2 separate regions of the Mus musculus genome follow, and region 2 is linked to region 1. The links are chromatin contacts, called in public HiChIP or PLAC-seq maps. All regions are on one chromosome and are shown on one strand. The core of a region is the stretch at or near the end of the contact, and the rest is flanking DNA. Distances in the headings are between cores, read along the strand shown. Region 1 holds the start of Rac2 (Rac family small GTPase 2). Region 2 has its middle 5.6 kb from the start of Mir7676-2.

Region 1 (4,282 bases), core at 623-3,122:
TCCCAGACACCCCATACCAGTGTGCTCTACCCCGTGCAGTGCCCATAAAGAACCTGACTTCAGTCTTAGCCATGGGTGTGAGCCACACATCTGAGGAGAACTCCAGTACTGTACATGTACCAGTGTGTGGGATACAGGTGATAGGCACAGATGACCATGGGGCCGAACAGAGGACCCTGGAGAGCTGGGTAAGACTGTCACGTGTCTCTCTTAAGCTTCAGATCCTGCCTCCATCATTTGCCATCTACACAACTTTGCAAGTCACCTAAGCACCTTGTACCTCAGTTTCCCCATGTAGACAACAAGGACAAGCCCATCTTCCCAGTAAAATAACTGATACTTCTAAGACACTGAACCCGGTGCCATAGAAGTGGCACCAACTAATGACTGTTAGGGACTGCCCATCGCCCCTCTTTGAAGTCAGAGGGGCCTGGGTTCAAATCCTCTGCCTCCAAGGCAGGTTATGTAACTTTTCGGAGTTTTGGTCTTTCCCACCTGTAAAACGAACTCTGTGATGGTAAGTAGGGTTGGTGGAAGACAGATCATACAGAGAGCCACAGCCCGGTGACCACATACAAAAGAGAAATGGGATAAATGGAGATGACCACCATTTAAGCTATCTCCCTGCCAAGCTGGGAGGTCACCCAGGTCATTCAGCAGGAAGCTGAGAGGCCAGAGGGACAGCTCCGGGCCTTCCCCAGTACAATTCCGTTAAGTCACTTCCCACTCGAGGAGGTTGCTCTGCTGTCCCTGCCCCCTAAACCTCTGCCCTCAAGCCCCAGCCTGCCACCCAGGTAACTTTGAATGCATAGAATCATTGACTTCCGGCCCTCCGTGTCCGCCCCCTCCTCCCCCAGATCAGACACAAAGCAGAAGTGAGCAGAGCAGCTGCCACAGATAACGGCTGACACCCTAGCGCGGTGGCGGCTGCAGCAGCGACCAAGTCGGACCTAGTCAGCTGAGGAGGTAGATAGCCTATGCCACCAGCAGAGCCAAAGTGTGTGTGACCTTGGGACCTAAGCCAGGAAAGGTCTCCAGGCCTCAGCCCCTCCCCGTTTCGAACTGAAGATGGCTGTCTAGTACATGTGAGGATGGATCTAGCGGGACCCAAGATAGACTTGAGGACTGCACCCTAATGTGTCGGAATATATGGGAGACACATGAAGAAACTCAGGCCTTGGGTTATGAGAGCCTGTGGTCCCAAGATCTGACAATGACTATCAGACTTTAGCAGGGCTGCAGCCAGCCTGCCCTCTGGAGTCCTTAAGAGCAGAGGCTGGACTGAGAGTCAGAAAGCTTGGAGATTGCCAGAAGTCCCCTAGGCCCAGCAAGACAGCAACTAGAGCCTGGGCCAGCCTGGGAAACAAAGGTCCGAAGGGCAAGCTGCTGATTTCCCTCCTCGTACCTGTACCCTGAACTGATGCTGGCCCGGTAGGAGCCCTGTCCCAGCTCTCAGGGTACAGGCAAATAGCAGCACCCCACCCACAGTCCAGGCCCTCCACCCAAGTAGCTTCCGGAGTGGGGTAGGCTGAAGGACAGGGAGCAGTCCAGACCCACCCCAAATGTTCCTTGTAAGCCCTTACAAGGAAAGGAAGCGACTTTCCCCAGAACCTCCTGGGAGCCCTGAATCTGTGGGTGTACCAGGGAGGATCTCAGAGGCATCCTGGTAGGGGTGGGAGACAACTCAGCCAGGTACTTACCCATCACCCACCACCACACACTTGATGGCCTGCATTGCATCTGAGGCCCAGCAGCCAGGGATGACAGTTGGGGGCCAGGAGCGTTGCTGTGGACACCAGTGGTATGGAGTGGCTAGGAGGTACCCGGCAGTGAGGAGCAGCACCCCAGCTCAAGAGGCGGGAGGAAACGGAAGAGGAACTTACCCAAGCTGCTGCCCCACAGCCTTGAGGGGGTGGAGCATGCGGTCTGGAAGAGGACCTGGGGCCCCACAGGTGCTAGGTTGGGCCCAGGCCACCAAGGGCACTTGACTTAGGCTCCAAAGGGAACCCAGGCACCCTAGAGAATTGAAGATTCACTTCCTAAGCCAGGGCAGGGACAAAGTTGCTCTCGAAGAATCTGCATCCTCCAAGAAGTCAGTTGGCCTGACTCCCATGGGCAAACACTTGAGTGCCTACTGTGTATCAGGCATTGTGTTGGGAGCTGGTGACTCTAAAATGCAGGAAGCCAGGTTGTCCTGGAGTTCCTGCTCTGTAGAGAAGGCAAACCACACCACAGGTGCTGTGAGCAAGGCAGGAGACATGGGCCAAGGGAGAGCTACAGAGTGACCTCAGAGTCACCAGCAGGGAAAACTGGTGGCTATGACGTGTGATGTCAAACAAAGTTGGCCCGGGGGGGGGGGGTGCTGCCTAAGCAAGGGCCAGTGTGTAGAGAGAAGGCAAAGGAGGGGGAGGGAAAGAGAGAAGGGAAGAGGTAGAGGAGAGGGGAGAAAAGGAGGAAGGGGAGGAAGGGGGGAAATTGGGAGGGGAGGAAGTGGAGGAAAAGGGGGAGGAGGAGGAAGGAGAGGAGGGAGGATAGGGAAAAGGGAAGGAGTTGGAAGAGAAGGAAGAAGAGGAGTAGTGAGAGGAGGAGGAGGAGGAGGAGGAGTGAGAGGAGGAGGAGGAGGAGGAGGAGGAGGAGGAGGAGGAGGAGGAGGAGGAGGAGGAGGAGGAGGAAGAGTCAGGGACAGATGCAGTAGAGCAAGCTGGTAGAAGTTTGGCAAGTCCAAACCTTCTCACAGCATGGTGCAATCTAAGCTTTCAGGAAGCTGAGACAAAGGGATTGCTGGGAGCTTGAGTCCAGGATTCAGAGTGAGAGTTCCAAGGCAGCCAGAGCCATCGAGCGATACAGCAAGATCCTAGCTGGGAAACCACTCCAAACCGAAAATCCTACCTACAAACTGTCGTAGGCTTCTTGCCGTTTTGATGATATCAACTACACTCGCCTTGTGTTGGGCATTTGTGTTTATAAGTGTTTGGTTGGGTGTTTGTGTTTGCAGGTGTTTTGTTGGGCATTTGTGTTTTTAGTTGTTTATTGGACTTTTGGGTTTCCTATTACACAAGTTACTATTTGTGTATTTGTCCATTTCTCTACTGGAGTATTTTTTCCCCTCATATTTATTTGGAGAAGTTCGGTGTTTGATTTTTCAAGTGTGAATTGCTATAACCGTTTCATAGTTCATTTCCAGTATGTGGAATTATTTTTTTTGAAGCTGTGATATTTATAAAGGTTTATTTGTATGTGGTCAACTTTAATTTTTCTTCCCTAATGATTGATACTCTTTGAGTGATTCTTTCTTAAGCATTCCTATGCAATTTCACAAAGATATTCTACAAAGTGTGTACAGTTTCTGTCTACAGACAGTGACCTTGATACACAGAGTGGATTTTAGATGACAAAGGGGCTGCTAGTAGGTTTTGTGAGATGTTGATTTGATTTCTCTAGGGCTTTCTTAGTTTCTATTCCTATCACTATGAAAAAAAAATACTCCGACCACAGCGACAGAAGGGAGAAAGGGTTTATTCTGGTTCATGGTTCAAGGTTAGAATCCATCACAGTGGGGAAGTCGTCAGAGTAGCAGGAGCTTGGAGCAGCTGGTTGCCCACAATCAGGAAACAACGATGAGCGCATTGCTGCTCAGATCCTTTCTTCATTTAACACAATGCAGTTTCCCAGCCTACAGGATGGTGCCACCCACAGTGGGCTGATCTTCCCACCTCAAATCGATGTGCTCCAGATGTCTTTCTCCCAGGTGACTCTGTCGTGCTGACAATGGACACAGACCATCATCCCAGAGTGCCATCTATTAAACAAAGTTCTACCTATCTTTTCCCAGTGAATGGGCAGTCAAGAAGCCTCGTGGACCAAGACTGTCACCTGCAAACCAAACCTTGGCCCCTTTCTCTGCTAGTCCTCCCATCCACCCAGGGGCTGACACAAGCCTGCTTCAGTTACCCCAGCTCCAAGCCTAGGAGAAACGTGCCTCTCTTACATTCCTTCAGGATTGTTCTAGTGTTTGATGAATCTCTGCTCTTCCATCTACACTGTGGAATAAGCTCAAGCAAATGACATAAGAGTCCTGGGCTGTCCTGCGTTCAACCTGCAGCAGCGAGTAGGGACCTGACATCCTTGTGATAGTCATTCTGTCTGCCTGTTAGCATCTTCACCTTCTCCTTTATATCTTTCAATAAAATTTTACCATTTCCTCCCAGAAAGGTCAGGCACCTTTCTCAAAAGATTCACTTCTTGCTTCCTTATTACTCTCAGCACTACTGTAGCTAATAAT
Region 2 (4,674 bases), core at 2,128-4,627, 220 kb before region 1:
GAAGGGCTTCTGTAGCAATACAAGACATTCTGGCTCCAGAACTCCTTGGGCAGTTTCAGTGTGGATCTGCTGCTCAGTGCTAGCATTGATGAACACTGTTTTCTGGCTGAAAGCCTTGGTGTCCTGGCTCTAAAAGGATCTCACCTAATTTGGGGTTGGGGGGAGGTTCATAGTTGAGATTCACCTTCTCTGTTGCAAGAATGTCAAACTCCCAGGCTCTAGGAGTGGTGACCTCACATGGTCCCAGAAGACACACTGATCTCCGGCAGAGTTGCCCTCCCAGTGTGGCAGGACAATGACTTCAGGAGCACAAAGGAACCTGATAAGGCCTAGGAATCAGCCAAGGGAGTGCTAGTGCTCAGACTGATAAAAAGCCTAGGCTCATTTGGGCAAGCATATTTTTAAGAGGCAGAAGGACTGGCCCATCACCTCCCAGAGTTTCCCGATTAGATTTAGAGGAAATAACATCACAACTCTAACACTCAACTCGAGAGTTCTAAATCAAGCAAGGGCTAAAGCCAGGATGCAGTTCCTTTAGAGGGTTGCTGGGATTCTCACAGAGCTCACGCTGGGTCACATGGGAGGGATCTGATGTTGGGTCATGTGGTCCCACCAATGCCAAAGACTCTGAAATGTCTCTGTGAGGAGAACCCTGGAGATGGGCAGGATCATTTCTCATGCCTTCCCCTTCCTCTTCACATGGGTGATTGTTGAATTTCAGGGAAAGGAAAAAGGAGACAAACAGAAAAAACTTAGGCACAGACTCATGCCTGATTAAAGTGCTGGAACAAGCAACCATTGTGTGCCCAGCCCTAAGCAGAGCAGGGATATCTACCCTCCAAGGCTAAGGAAACTCCATGGAAGAGGGAAGGAGAGTGTGTGCAAGGGCCGGGTGATGGGAGTAACTGCTGTGAAGCACTGACTTCTTGATATAACATGGCCATTACACTCATATTACACTCCGGTTATAAGGATAAGGCGTCCCTTGTCACGTTTCTATAAATCTTTAACTCTCAGCAATTGCCAAGAGGAACAATGCTATGTTCTTCTGCAGTGATGTTTTCATGTCCCCACAAAGAAATTCCACTCACACTCACATAAGCAGCCCTATTTAAACACGGTTCCTCAAACCCACAAAGCAAAGATTTGAAAACAGGAGGGCTACTCACCAGGAAGAACTGGAGGTTTAGCAGGTATTGGAAAGGTAATGAGAGACAATGGGGGGGGGGGCGGGGGACACAACCAAACTGTATCTTGTACATGTATGAAAGAATAATGAAGACATATAGAATTGATTGTTGTTACAGTAGACACGAGAGTGCAGAGATGCCTTCAGGGAACCTTGACTGGAATTGGCACAGAGCAGGACACGCAGCATGCTACATCTGTGGTTCCTAAGACAATAGTGTCCATGGTTGGAGATTTAGTCTTTTATCGTGTGGACTCCTACCTTCCTGTTATACACACTTACAGATAGAGTCAGGCCTTCCCATTCCAGGCTTACTATTGATTTCCTCCATTTCCAATGCTGCATCCACAGTTGTTTTGTAACAGAAGAAATAACCTATGTAAAAGTACAAAGCAAAGAAAATATGTCTATAGTTTACATTTTATTTTGGGTACTGTAATCTCCAAGGATAAACACATCCTTGCCATGGTGTCTCAGCGGTGAGCAGGGCTCCTGCTTTGCTAAAAGCTGACTTTCATCCTTTGCTCATTGTCAGGACCAAGAGGAGAAGATCATGGACCGTGGCCTTTGAACCTCTTCCCTAAGCCATGGGTGGAGACATGATCTGGGACTCTACCCTTTCTGCCCATGGATGCTTGGGCACTAAGAACAGCTTCTCAGGGACTGGGAGGGCTGGAGAGATGGCTCAGAGGTTAGGAGCACTTACTGCTCTTCCAAAGGTTCTGAGTTCAACTCCCAGCAACTACATGGTGGTTCACAACCATCTGTAGTGGGATCTGACGCCCTCTTCTGGTGTGTTTGGAGACAGCAACAGTGTACTCATAAATAAAATAATTCTTTAAAAAAAAAAAAGAAAAGAACAGCTTCTCTCAAAGTCTGACTGTTGCACTGTGTCTGCAACCTGAAAGACAGACAGAAAGCTGGCTGTCGGGAGTGTTCCTCCTATTCACCGAGAAGAGTACCAAATATCTAAAAGGTACACAATCCATGTGGTTTATGCTTAATCCCTAACCTCTCTGGGAGTCCGGCAAGTTGGTGTATCTAAGTAGAACGCACTCCTGGGACAAGCCAACAGTAAACTCTGGCATCCTGTTTTGTTATCTATGTTTTGCCCAAGCGAACATTTCACACATTCATGACAATGCATTACCAGAGAAAGACAGTCTATCCTGTGTGACTCTGTAAGAGAAGTCCCATGTGGGCTCATACCTCCTTGCCTCAGAAGCCCCCCTCCCCACTCATTCCTCTGTATTAGTCAATACTACTGCAGGTGTCAACTGTGCTGAGACCTGTATGTGGGGCTATAAATCGCAAGATGAAGCCCCCCAGCCTGGGAACCCCCTGGTGTCTCAGCACCTTCAGGAGCTTGGTCTTCTTCCAGAACATTCCATCTCTTGCTGTTCACCTCCTTGGCCTTATTTCATGCCACAGGACTTGGCAGCACGCCACACAGGGACTCCTCCTGTGGGAGAAATCACAGGGCCATCAGTTCAATTTGATGGAATTTGATACCAGGTTCTCTGTGTACAAGGCCTTGCTAGATTAATTGGTCCCTTTCAATAAGGCCATACTGAACATTTGTCAGTTTGTAATGAGGGGCTTGCCTGGCCTTATTTGTTTACAGATTTCGTTTTCAGATTATAAATGATATTTCTATTGTTCTGTGTGACTACATCATTGAGTGGTTCAGAAAGAGTTCAGTAGCATTGAAGTAAGCAAGAGAAGTGGTTATCCTAATCAGATTTTCCTATTCATTCCTTCCTTATTTAAATGTGTATATATGTTTGTTTATGGGTGTACACCAGCCACGGTTCACATGTGGAGGTCAGAAGACAACTTGGAGGAGCCACTTCCATCCTCCCAACAAGTGTGATCCAGAGACTGAACTCACAGCATCGGGCTTCGTGGCAGGTGTCTACACCTGCTCAGCCTTTTGAGTACCCACCTGATTAAGTCTCTGTACAAAATCTCCTTATTCTGATACTTTAGTAATCAGTTCAGAATATATTGAGCAACTTCTGGATTCACTAATTTCTTTTCTCTTCTCTTCTCTTCTCTTCTCTTCTCTTCTCTTCTCTTCTCTTCTTTTCTTTTCTTTTCAGATTTCTTTATTTTATGTATGTGAGGACACTGTTGCTGTCTCCAGAAACGCCAGAAGAGGGCACCAGATGGTTGTGAGCTACCATGTGGTTGCTAGGGATTGAACTCAGGACCTCTGGAGTGCAGTTGATGCTCTTAACCTCTGAGCCATCTCTCCAGCCCTGGATTCACTAATTTCATAAACAAAAACAATAAAAATTCTAACAAACAATTTAAATTTCAGCTAATCTACAAATAGTAAAAAGAGATTCGCCAATTATATGTCAAAGCTCCCCTTTCCTTCATTCCCACCTCCATGTAGTTGTCATAGCCGTCCTTCATAGCCGTCGGTCACAAGCCAACTAGGAAATGAAAGTTCAGGGAGGCATTTTAACACAGATCTACCTGAGTGCGAACGGTTTCTGCTCCGTGCTACTTGACTTTCAGGTGTTGCTGTGCTTATCAATAGGATAGATAGCATTCTTGTATAAGTGTATTTGTAAAGAAAGTATATTTGTGATTGAAATGACAGAACAGTAATCAATTATTGTGGAGCTCATGACTATGATGTCAATTCTGAAGGAATTTCAACACAGGAGAAAGAAGTTGCCCTGGCGCAATGGCACGCTCTAAGGGGCACAGAGGAAGTTCCTGCTCAGGGCAGCTCGGCATGACCAGAGGACTCAGCAAGCAGGGGTGAGGGGGAAGGGAAGATCAACTGTATGGTTTAGGCTCAACAGGTCAGATGAAGGTGGAAGGAGATGTGGGTGAGAATGGAGGTCCCGCTGGGATAGCAGGCTGCTCAGGACAGCTCGGCATGCCCAGAGGACTCAGCAAGCAGGGAAGATGGGTGGGGGGAGGGATGCTTACCTGTATGGTTCAGGCTTGGTATCTCAAGGATTCTTTTGATAGGAATCAAGGATGCACAAATCAAGGCTCAGCTAGGCTCATGCTTTGATGGTGTTGCTAGCAATATCAGGGCTTTTTTCCCCTTGTGGTTTTAATCTCATGGATGAATAATTCAGTAAGACTCTTGAAAGAAGCTCATGAACAATTTCATTCAAGTGTTGTAAGAGAAACAAGACAAGCTAGCTGGAAGCCTCGGGAGCTGCAAACAAGATTGAATGACAAAGATGGAAGAAAGCCATTCCCGTTGTAATGGACATCGCCGAGCAGCCATGTTTAGGAAAAATGTGCAAATGATCAAGATAGAACGTGAGAGGGTCCAGAGTGTACAGCAATGCAGAAATGCAGTCATCATCTTTGGATGGCACTGGAAAAATAGAAGGAAGAAGAGGAAGAAGAGGAGGAGGTAGAAGAAGACAAAGACCGATGACTACAAAGACAATGAAGGAGGAGGAGGAGAAGGAGGAGAAGGAGAAGGAGGACAGGGAGGAGGAGAACAA

Evidence for each region. HiChIP or PLAC-seq counts read pairs in DNA pulled down with a chosen protein or histone mark.
Region 2: an H3K27ac HiChIP or PLAC-seq map of acute myeloid leukemia shows a contact between it and region 1, with 2.2 times the contacts expected there. The contact joins the enhancer-like site here to the promoter of Rac2 in region 1. A contact is called at or near these places in 2 of 39 promoter capture datasets (cranial neural crest and hippocampal neurons), 10 of 484 Hi-C or Micro-C datasets (the HL-1 cell line, the N1E-115 cell line, adipose-derived mesenchymal stem cells and 7 more), 3 of 115 datasets of contacts at active chromatin or transcription factors (the SCID.adh cell line, acute myeloid leukemia and bone marrow-derived macrophages) and 2 of 9 other capture datasets (adipose tissue and embryonic stem cells).

Annotation. Positions count from the first base shown.
Region 1 is chr15:78,570,911-78,575,192 of GRCm38.p6, forward strand. It overlaps Rac2 (Rac family small GTPase 2), which reads right to left and starts at 1,873. Exons shown (of 7, transcript NM_009008.3): 1 at 1,701-1,873. The coding sequence starts at 1,735. Gm36738 (predicted gene, 36738) reads right to left here. Exons shown (of 2, transcript NR_155437.1): 2 at 3,501-3,762.
Region 2 is chr15:78,351,819-78,356,492 of GRCm38.p6, forward strand. No RefSeq gene overlaps it. Among named protein-coding and RNA genes, the nearest start is that of Mir7676-2, 5.6 kb to the left of the region's middle. Within about 2 kb of position 3,378, at least 17 of the 459 cell types and tissues checked have an H3K27ac peak or open chromatin away from gene starts, as enhancers often do. A contact at or near this core is called in acute myeloid leukemia and bone marrow-derived macrophages, where this site is marked.